2 separate regions of the Sus scrofa genome follow, and region 1 is linked to region 2. A link is a contact called in public promoter capture Hi-C data. All regions are on one chromosome and are shown on one strand. Each heading gives the region's core, a stretch centred on a gene start, on an enhancer-like site or on the middle of the called end of the contact. The rest is flanking DNA. Distances are from core to core; before and after follow the strand shown.

Evidence for each region. Promoter capture Hi-C pulls out the DNA fragments that hold promoters and counts their contacts.
Region 1: a promoter capture Hi-C map of fetal skeletal muscle shows a contact between it and region 2, with 7 times the contacts expected there. The contact joins the promoter of LOC100627175 here to the enhancer-like site in region 2. A contact is called at or near these places in 2 of 5 promoter capture datasets (fetal skeletal muscle and liver), 19 of 47 Hi-C or Micro-C datasets (alveolar macrophages, blood, embryonic fibroblasts and 10 more) and 1 of 2 datasets of contacts at active chromatin or transcription factors (skeletal muscle).

Annotation. Positions count from the first base shown.
Region 1 is chr1:169,641,734-169,646,912 of Sscrofa11.1, forward strand. It overlaps LOC100627175 (GRAM domain containing 2-like), which reads right to left and starts at 3,360. Exons shown (of 11, transcript NM_001243583.1): 1 at 2,872-3,360; 2 at 1,980-2,037; 3 at 1,550-1,625; 4 at 829-932; 5 at 146-244; 6 at 1-16. The coding sequence starts at 3,146.
Region 2 is chr1:169,353,031-169,358,304 of Sscrofa11.1, forward strand. No RefSeq gene overlaps it. Among named protein-coding and RNA genes, the nearest start is that of NR2E3, 3.0 kb to the right of the region's middle. Within about 2 kb of position 1,646, at least 9 of the 83 cell types and tissues checked have an H3K27ac peak or open chromatin away from gene starts, as enhancers often do. A contact at or near this core is called in fetal skeletal muscle, retroperitoneal adipose tissue and skeletal muscle, where this site is marked.

The DNA.
Region 1 (5,179 bases), core at 2,110-4,609, 290 kb after region 2:
GTGACACAAAAACATACTGGAACATAGAAAGAAAACAGAAAAGGGTGAAATGAGTAAAGACTTGGGAGAGTGCCAGCGTCAGGCTGTGGACTCCTGGGCTGGAACAGAGATGGACAAGGGACCTCAGGCCCAGAAACTCACTAACCTTCTGGCTAGTGTTGGTAGTGATGGCCAGGCCATTGGGAAGGAGTCGCGCCATCTTGTGTTTTTTGATCATTTGCACAGACACCACAGGAATGACCACCTGAAAGGGGAAGAGGCATGCTTCTCTCAGGACTCACCCCCCAGGACATGGTCCCTTCACTTCCTGCTTAGGGCCACCACTGGCACTGAGCCTAGCACTGACACCATGGAGAAGCCTTGTCCCAAATGGGAGAGTTATCTGAGCATTCCACCTTCTCGTGCAGGCTCCCTTCCAGTTATCCCTCCAGCCCCTGGCTGCACGTGCTGCGCTGGGCTCTCACCTCCAAGTTCCAAGAGGCAAGGATGGTTGCCCCGGTGAAGCCCATTCTCCAGTAACAGAGTTCCCTGAGCCACCACCTGGCCACATTATGGTTGTCATAAATGTGACCTCCCACTCTGATCCTGAAAGCATTTTGGGGATACCCATGGCAGAATAATTTGGCAGTGAACTGTTCATGCGAGATCTAGATAGGGGTCCCTGTTTGGAAGTTGTGTGGCTACTTCCATGGACACCAGCTGGGATGCCTCACAGTCAGAGGCCTCACCAAGTGCCAGGTGCAAAGGGACAGGCCTGACTTCAGACACACCCACAGGGCAGGGGCTTCTCTTCCCTGGGCTGTGGCAGCCCTTACCACTTATTACTACCTTGATATCCTTGCCAAAGAGGCTAGCGTGGAAGCAGAGCCAGTTGGGGGAAATGTAGAGCCGGCCCTGGAGAAGGAGGTCCCTCTGGAGGGCGCAGGAGCACACTAGGAAGTCAGGAGAAAGAGACTGTCATGAGCAAGGCCAGCCTGGGAGCCCCAGGGCCTGGGTCCTCCCACTCAGGAGTCCAGCCTCAGGGACTGTCCTCCTCAGCCCTCTTCCCAATCCCAGGTCCCAACAACCCATTCCCCTGGGCACCCTAGCATCCTTTCCTGAGACTCCTGACTGCCCCCACCAGGCTGCTAGATGTGTCCTCTTCCTCCACCCATCCCCTAAAAGGTTTCTTCCCTGGTCTTCCAAGAGGATGTTCATTCTTGCAGGTAGAACTCTTTGCCCTGTCTGGCAGAGAGGACCTTGACTGTGAAAATACTCCCACACTCACTGAGAGGCTTGAATAGGAAAGAACAGTCATTGACAAGAGCCCACCAGAAATAAGATTTGGAAGCTCTGACATTTCCTCAAGAAAACTTTCATAAATTAAACTGCCTATCTCAAATCAGCTCAGTCTTCTCACACTTTTGAAGAAAAAAAGGACTAAAACCACATTCAAAAGGCAGCCGGCTCCCATATCTGATTTGTGCCTGGAGGCTCAGGGCAGGGGATAGGGGAACCTGGGCCTCCAGCACTGCTGGCGCCTGTGCAGCCACACTAGGAGATGGCTCACCTTTGAGAACCGCCTCCTCCAAGGGGATGTCCTTAAACAGCTTGTGGTATTGCTGGTTGTATTTACTCAATAGTGTCTGCAAACACACAAGCTGAGTCTGAGAAGTTCCGGGAGATCAGACCACCAGAGAGCCCTGATCCAGCCACCAGGAAATAAGGCCACAGAGGGTGGGGGATGGTGGGGTCCTACAGGGACTTGGTATGAAGCAGCCAGTAAGCAGCCAGTGGGTGTGGAGGGCTGAGTTTCAAGCATAGCTTGTCTCCTGGAGACACAAGATCCTGATAGGCAGGCAGCCTATGACTAGAAGGGGGCACAACTCCCACCCAGGAAAGGACATCCACTTGGGTTTCCTGGTGACAGATCTATGGCCAAGGAGCCAACAGTACCCGTCTCTCGGTGGGTGGTGAGAAGTCAGCCTTCACACACTTACCCCTTCTCGGCCGCACTTCTTTATGTCTTCATCCCTCAAGGCTTCTGGCCAGTGCAGACTGCAAAGGAGATAAGCATTCCAGGGACAAGGAACTCTTGAGTGCTACTCATGCCTCCTTAGTGCCAGTTCTGCCCTGGCCTCAAGCCACAAGTTTGGGGAAGAGACTGAAGATGGGGGCCCTTCTCTAGGGGCCACAGAAAAGTGATCAGCACATTCAGCACATAGCTCACTCATGGGGAGGGGCACTCCTGATGCAGGGAAGGGTCATGGAGAGCCCTCCTCCCAGACAGCTGTAAGCAGCAGCCCCCCCAGGAAGTGCTTGGCACGAGCTTTGATCTCCCAGAGACACTTAGGAGCCACCCACCAATGGGTGTCAAAAGCCCTCTCCCATTTCTCTAGCCAAGAGGCATGCAGAGGAGCAGACCCCAGAAGGAGTGAGCAGGAGGCAGAGGGATGGGGACCAGTTTGGAAAGTAGGTGAAGCGGAGGTGTCGGATTCACAGCTCCAGGGCCTGGCCATGGGACATGATCCTGGCAGGACTGCCCTCCTTGCAGCTGCCTCCCCTGGGCCTGGAGATCCGCAGTGAGGAGCTGGGCAGACCCCCCTGACCTAATGGAGGCTACCAAGGTGGTGGTGCTGAAACGCAAACCGTGGCCCTACGGATTGGCCTGCGGACAGGTGGGCAGGGAGGAGGCTGGTAACCGGAGAAGCCTGGACTCTGCTTGGTCCTAGTGCACCAGGACAGGCCTGGGAGTGGGAGGAAGAGGACCCAGGCAGCCTATGCCCTACCAACCCCCTGACACAGCCTTAAGGCCCCCTTTCTAACAGCCCATCTCCTGAGGGCTTCCCACCCCCAATCTGTATGTATAAGTGCCTGGGAGAAGGGCCTCACCTGGAGTCTGGGGGTCTCTGGACCCTGCCTGGTTTCTCTGTGCTCTTCAGGGAAGCTGTCTTTCCATGCATCTGTTGGCTGCTGAGGAGAAAGAGGCCCATGTCAGGAAGGGGAGCTCTTTGAGGACATATTTCCTGGCCAGCCCCAGGGTGGCTGCCTCTGCCCCCCAACGCGAGACCAGCCCTGCTATTGAGGGTGAGGCTGAAGGCATCACAGTCCAGAGGCTGCAGCTCAGGCAGGGGTCGGGGGCAGCTGACAGAGGGAGTCTCGCTCATCGTCTTTCCTGGAAGCTTGAAGTTCAGCTTATGCCTGGGTACAAAGGAAAATCAATCTACTAGGCAGCTGCTAGGCCTCCAGCTCCACCCTTGAGAAGGCAGCTGGGAGGGAGGACCCTGAGACTTGCTCACGGCTGAAAGCAAAAGTTTCAGAGGTGCATAGGCAGGGTTACCATAAACCTTCACCTTCTGGAAAGGAGTCTGAACACAAGAGGCCTTATCAAGGCTGAGCAGCTGATGCAGCACAGGTGTGGACGTGAACGCCAGTCAGCCCGCAGGTGAGTGTGGGCTGAGGGGGCGGGGCTGCCACACACCAGGAAGTGGCCTCAACACTACAGTCAAGGGAGCTCAACTCTGAGAGCCAAACCATCTCAAAAATGTTCCAGACAGAGGGCCTGAGAGGGAGGAGACACCCTCTCCCTAGGTGGGGAGGGGAATGGTCTCCAACGGCTTTTGAGTTCATGCCTCCACTAAACAGTTCCAAAGCCTAGACAGAGTTCAGTCTCCTCTTCGTGCTCCTCCAGAGCAGAAAGACTAGGAATCAATAAAGCCTGGGAAGTCAAACTAGCTGCAACTGAGTGGGTCCAGGGGCTGATGGGAGGAGAGGGTGGCCAAGAAGCAGGGCCAAGGCAAGGCAGTGTGTGGTGGTCGTGAATAGTTAACAGGGTCTGTGCACTGGTCTCTGAGCAGATTAGGAGCTGGAACCTGGAGGCTGCAGGTCCCAGAACTCTGTCCCTCCCGGCAATGAAACCTGGCAAAGTCAAAGTTCTCTTCTTCAAGAACACAGTGCCGCCTCAGCTGAGATCTGCCAAGCCCCTCCGAGATTATTAATTCAACCCCCCTCCCACCCTACCATTGCACAGCTAAGAAACTGAGACCCGCCAAGGGACAGGCTGTACCTAATGTCTTACAGGGAAGAGCCAGGTGATCTCACCCAACAAATGAGCCCAACCACAGCCATGTGGCCTGGTTGACCTCTGCCCTCCACCTTACAGAGCACTTTGGTGCACATGTCATGTATTTCCTGAACCTTGCAAAGTGACAGGTTGTGCCAGTGGTTTGACCCCTTGACTCCTAAAGTTATTTTATTTGGTTCCATTGTTACACATTTCACAGAGACTTTTCCCCCCTTAATTTTTTAAAATGCTTCTTATAGGAAATAAGAGAAATATAAAATATATATGATTATCTTTATGAAAATCACCCATAAGAAAAAATTCCCACTAAAATCATCCAAAGAAAATATTTATGCATAAATTCATAATTTATGTATGTGGGATTATATATCATACAATTTCTATGCCCTACTTTTGTTGCTTAACATGATTTCATGAGAAATTCCCCATGTCGTTCATTCCTTGAATAGATTCTCAGAAGTGAAATTAGTGGATGGAGAATGAACATTTCTCAGGATCTCTAGACTCACTTCCAAAATGCTTTTCAGATACTATATCAATGAGCATGGCCATCAGCACTATACAAGGGTGCCTTGCTTTACATTCAGGTCCTACACTGGGTATTATCTTTTTCTCACATTTGCAAACTCGATAGGTGAAAATATATTGTTTTCATTTCTATTTCTGCTTACTGATAAGTTGAACATTTTTGCCAAATACACATTAACCATTGGGATTTCATCTGTGAATTGCCTATAAGGATCTTCTTATTGATCTATATACATTCTTTGTTGAGGATATTAATCCTTAGTTTATCATTTGTGCTAAAATTTCTCCCAACTTGTCATTTGCTTTTTACTTCTCTCTGTGATATTATTGCTGTACCTGTGTTTAACTTTTGTGTCCATCCCTCTCTTTCATCTCTGTTCCTTTCTTGGTTTGTGAGCTTTGATAGGAGAAGCCCCTGAGGCAGTGTGTACAAGGCAAACCACCAAGCCCTTAGAGAGTCTGAACCCTGCAGCCCAGGAGCCCACTGAGCCATCAGAGGAGAAGGGTGTGGGCTCTGCTCTAAGTAACACACTCCAGCCTGGAGGACCAAGAAAAAAACTGAGACCCAAAGAGGTGGGATAAGGAGCT
Region 2 (5,274 bases), core at 396-2,895:
TGGTAACAAACCCTATGGGTATCCATGAGGATGTGGGTTTGAGTCCAATGGGTTAAAGATCGATGTTGCCATGAGCTGTGGTGTGGGTCACAGATGTGGCTCAGGTCCCGCATTGCTGTGGCTGTGGCATAGACCTCAGCTGCAGCTCTGATTTGGCCCATAGTTTGGGAACTGGGAACATCCATATGCTGCAGGTGTGGCAGTTAAAAAAAAAAAAAAAAAAAAAGCACACATAGAAAACAAAGCTTCCTACAAAGTAATCCTTTCACTTTCTAAGTGTTTTTGTAGTTTGAGTCTAAGAATATCCACCTTCTAGAAAAGCTAAGAACAGAAATGACAGTTCAATGTGACTTTCCATGGCCTGGAATATCTGCTTTATCATTTCAAGCTATCTAGAGACAGAATGGGTCTAGAGGAGATTTTCTTTACTAAATGTATGAAGGTGATTGTTTTAAAATATAATATTCCAATTTTTTTCTTCCCTTACCCTGACGCAGATACATTTTCTTAAGATAGCCAGCTTATCTGCCTGGGTTTGAACCCCAGATCTGATACCTATTAGCTGTGTGACCCTGGAAAAGTCACTAAACCTGTCAGTCTTGTCTGTAAAGAGGCTGATAATGACCATGCCTATCTGATATTGTTGTGAGAATTGAGTTCACACATGTAAACCTGTGTCTGGCATATAACGTTTTTAAGATATTCCTAATTATTATTATCATTAAAAGTCATATTTACTTCAAATTAGCTGGTCTTTCTTTTTTTTCTTCTTTTTAGGGCTGCACCTGTGGCATATGGAGGTTCCCAGGCTAGAGGTCAAATCAGAGCTGCAGTTGCCAGCCTACAGCACAGCCACAGCAATGTCAGATCTGAGGTGCATCTGCGACCTACACCATAACTCACAACAATGCCAAATCCTTAACCCACAGAGCAAGGCCAGGGGTCAAACCCGTGTCCTCACGGATCCTAATCCACTGAGCCACAACAGGAACACCACTAGCCTTTTTAAAAAACATGAAAAACTTTAAGTATCTTAATTATGGCACATGCTCACAATTAAACATTCAAACAACACAGAAAATATTAAGAAAATAAAATAGTAAAATTCTCCCTCAGAGAAAACTGCTGGTACTTTGAGCATCCTTCCAGAAAGTTCCAGAGTCTGCAGATACACGACATAGAAGCTAATGTTGCCTGCCTGATGGGCTGGGTCTCCTCACAGAACTTTGTCATGGGAAGCGCTTCCTGCATCTGTGAAAACAGAGTGGTGACCTGTGGCCAGGAAAGCAGGAAATAACATGTTCTAGGCCAGTGGCTCCCCACCAAGGGTGACTCTGCCCCTCAAAGGGACATTCAGCAACGTCCGGAGACATTTTTGGCTGTCACAGTTGGAAAGAAGGGGATGCCATTGGCATCTGGTAGGCAGAGGCAGGGGAAGCTGCTAAACATCCTACAAGGCACAGGACAGCCCAGCGCAAAGAAATATCTGGCTCAAAAAAGTCAGTACTTCCCAAGTTAAAAAACCCTGCTTTTAAGTTGTTTGATTTCTAGGAGATGATAAAGATTATGACCCGGAGGGTCAGTCAGCTAGAACACACCGGTCTGGTTGTGCCTATTGTTGAGCTTTTAAGATACTTCCGGACCAGTTTGAAAGAGCTCCGTGCCCGCCCTGCCCCTTGCCCAGGAGTTTCCCAGGGCAGTGCCAAAGGGCTAACAGGGAGCAGCAGAGGAGGGGCTCCAGGACCAGGCTCCCCCTGTGGATGGCAGCTGTTCTAATCCACCAGGGCCTGGCCTGAGCAGCTGCTAGAGATTCAGGCCCTCCCCTTGAGAAAAAAGGGCATGAGAAGCTTTTCATTCTCACACTTAGAAACACTGAAGGATTTCTTCATAAAGATTTCCTATTATTGGAGTTCCCCGCGTGGCTCATCAGAGACTAATCTGACTAGTAACCATGAGGACGCAGGTTCAATCCCTGGCATCTCTCAGTGGGTTAAGGATCCAGCGTGGCCATGAGCTGTGGTGTAGGTTGTAAACATGGCTGGGATCTGGAGTTGCTGTGGCTGTGGCTGTGGCTGGCAGCTACAGCTCCAATTCGACCCCTAGCCTGGGAACCTCCATATGCTGCAAGTGTGTTCCAAAAAAAAAAAGAAAAAAAAAAAAAGATTTCCAATTAGCTCTTTTTAAAAAAACTGAAAAGAGCTTTGTGTTATCCTGATTGTAACTGTAATACATGTTTATTATTAAACATTCAAAGGAAACAACATTTTCTGATTCTGGTGAAAATTGCTGTGGGCAATAGCTGTGCTAGAGAATGGAGAAGCCTGGAACCTGGAGGCAGGAGAGAGAAAAGCACTCATCACTCAGTTATGGCACCATGAGGAGAGGCCCCCACGATGTGCGGCAGCCAATCGGATGTGTCCTGGTCAGACTGCCTTTTTTTGGCCGAACCCATGGGCCAGGGATCCAACCCACATCACAGCAGCAACCCAAGCTGCAGCAATGACAACGTCAGATCCTTAACCCACTGAGCCAACAGGGAACTCTCTGGACAGACTGACTTTTGTCTGCTGGTCCTCGGATGGGGCGGGGTCCTCTCCTGTTGTGCTCAGAGCTTGGAAATGATTCTAGGAGAGAGACTTCGGTAGCCAAGAGCTGGGAAGCCGCACAGGGAATACCTGATGATTTCTAAATGTTATCTCATGAAGGAAATAAAGAGGCTTTGTCGAGAGAAAGTTTCCTGCTGGTGTTGGCCTCTTGGAGTCCTGAACCTTCCACTCCCTGCTGTAGAAAAACTATTGACTAATTTGAGTGCTGCCAAGGAGAGTCTTGTGAGCTTTGGTCAGAAATTCACTCCCCAAGAGACACAAGCCATCCCGCTGTATCTGCTGTCCTGTAGCTGGGCTGAGGCAGACATGCTATGGGCACAGGTCAAGGAAAGGAGTACCAGAGCAGCACCACTTGCAGTGGCCGCATCACATTCCACTGTAGGCACGGAGCTTACTTTATTGAGCCAGTTGTCCACAGACAGGTGTTTTACTAAAATCGCCACAGGGAACAACCATGTAATTAAATCTTTGTGAGATTTTCCCTGGGATGGCTTCCTGGAAATGGAATTCCTGTCCTGAGCTCCAGAGCCTGTGCACTCACCACTAGCTATCCCTTTCAGAGATAGTGAGGATACTGGATGAGGAAAATAATTTTAAAGAAATCCAAAAAATAACTACAAACAAAAAAAAAGAAAGAAAAAAAATCCCAGAAGACATGTTCCCAGGACCAAATGCTGTGGATGATGGGGCTTGTCCTGAACCAGAAGCCCATGGCTGCCAGTATGCAAGTCATGCTGTCCAGCCAGTCCTTCCTGGTTGGCAGCTGAGCCATCCCAGGAAACGCTGCCACCCAATCCTACCCCTCCAACAGCAGAGCCCAGTCACCTTTAAGGCCTGGGACCTGGTGATACAGGATGTGACAGGCTCTAGACAGGCTGGGGCAGGGGGCTTTACCTGCTGGGGTCTTCAAGGTCCAGAGGGAGGTCAGTTCTACAGCTTTCATCGTGTAACCCACCTCCCCACCCGCCCCAGCTCCCCCCCCCCACCACTTCCAGAGAGTCAGAGGGAAGTTGCTGACCTGTCCCGGGGGGAATAATTGTATTAGTGATAAGGTGGCCTCTGGCAGCTTTGTCAGCAGATTCTAGGCTTTGGGCTGAGTAATCCTTTGGTGTCTGCCCCAGCAGCTGGTGGTCACTGATCGGGAGAGACTCCTCTGTCCCCTGGCCTGGCTGGGCTGGCATCTTTTCCCCTAGCATAGCCACAGCCCTGGCTGGGCCAGACCTGCCAAAGAACTGAGGGCCAGGGTGAGAGGGGAGCTCTGCTGGGATGAAAATGATGTGAGAGGCTCACAAAACAAAGTCAAAACAAACAGGACATGCACTGCTGCTGTCTTTTATTCTGGTGGATTTTTTTATGCTATACCCACTACAGAATAGCAGGAAAATAAGGACGAGTTAGAAATAGACTTCTGTCCTCTGAGCACCTTGTGATTCACATGCCTAGCTGAATTGAAACTCTGAATCTTCCATCAACTGAGGAGAGAAAGTTGACCTGGTGTGAAGTTTAACATTAAGGATAATATCTGGCCCTGGAGGTGCCTCTAGAAAGAGAGCAGATGGATGGAGGAGTCAAGGTGGACTTCCTGGAGGAGGTGAGCCCTGAACAGGCCATGGAGCATGGGTGAGATTGGGCAGAAAGAGCAGAAGGGGCAGGGCAGCTCAGATGAAGAACAGCAGAAAAAAAGACCTGCCAGGGGAAAGGCGCCCCCTCCATCTCCCTTTCCCCATCAGCTCTCCCCTCCATGACTCTGCCCCAATGCCTTCAACTCCTTCCCCAGGTCTTTCCCACACAAGTACTTGCTCGAAAGAACTGAGCCATGGGGCAGTCCTGGTGGCCACCTAGTCCCAGCATCTGCTGGGGGCTTCAAGGAAAATCCTATACCTGCCCAGACTGTCGCCATCTTTAATCGCAGCTGGGCCTCAGAGCTTCCCCCAAAGTCCCTCCCTGATTCCCTTTCCCAAGGCTGCTGCCTCAGACCTCACTCTCTCCAAGGTTCACCTTTGGGGACCTCTGCCCCCTGTCCCACCCTGCTCCCTTCCCCCTCTCACCTTGGGCTGTGCTCCCCTCCTCTAATCCCACCACAACCCCCAGAGGCTACCCAGTTTAGAGAAGATGAAACTAAAACAGAGAGGCAGAATCACTTGCCCAAGCTCACACAGCCAGGAAGATATAAAACCAGGACCTGAGGGGAGGTGTGCCGATCCAGAGCCTGTCCTAAGCCCTGGGTTCTCTGATTTCTTCCCAGTGACCCCTCTCCAAGACAAAGCCATCCCTGACGTGTGCCCTGCACCCCTCAGTCTTGCTCAGCGATCTGGTATTTGACTTACATCCCACCTCCAACTTCCCTCTCTCTCCTGCCTCTTTCTCTGAGTCTCCCTTTATAAAAGGAACTCCCCTTCTCAAATATTTTTCTTTTAACATCACCCTTGACAGGAATAAAAAAGTCTTTCCTCAGTGTCACCCTTCCTACCAAACCCTTAGCCCTGTCCCTTTGTCAGGGGAGAGAGCCCAGCTTCCTGGTCCTCCCCACCTCACCCCCCAGGGCAGTCTGTCACCTTCAGAGCAGCTCTCCCCTAGGTCACCAGCTGCCCCCTGCTACTAAGCCTGGGAGAGTGATGGCTCAGAGTCTTCTTGGAGAGTACCATGGGAGTTTGGGAATTAGACCCAA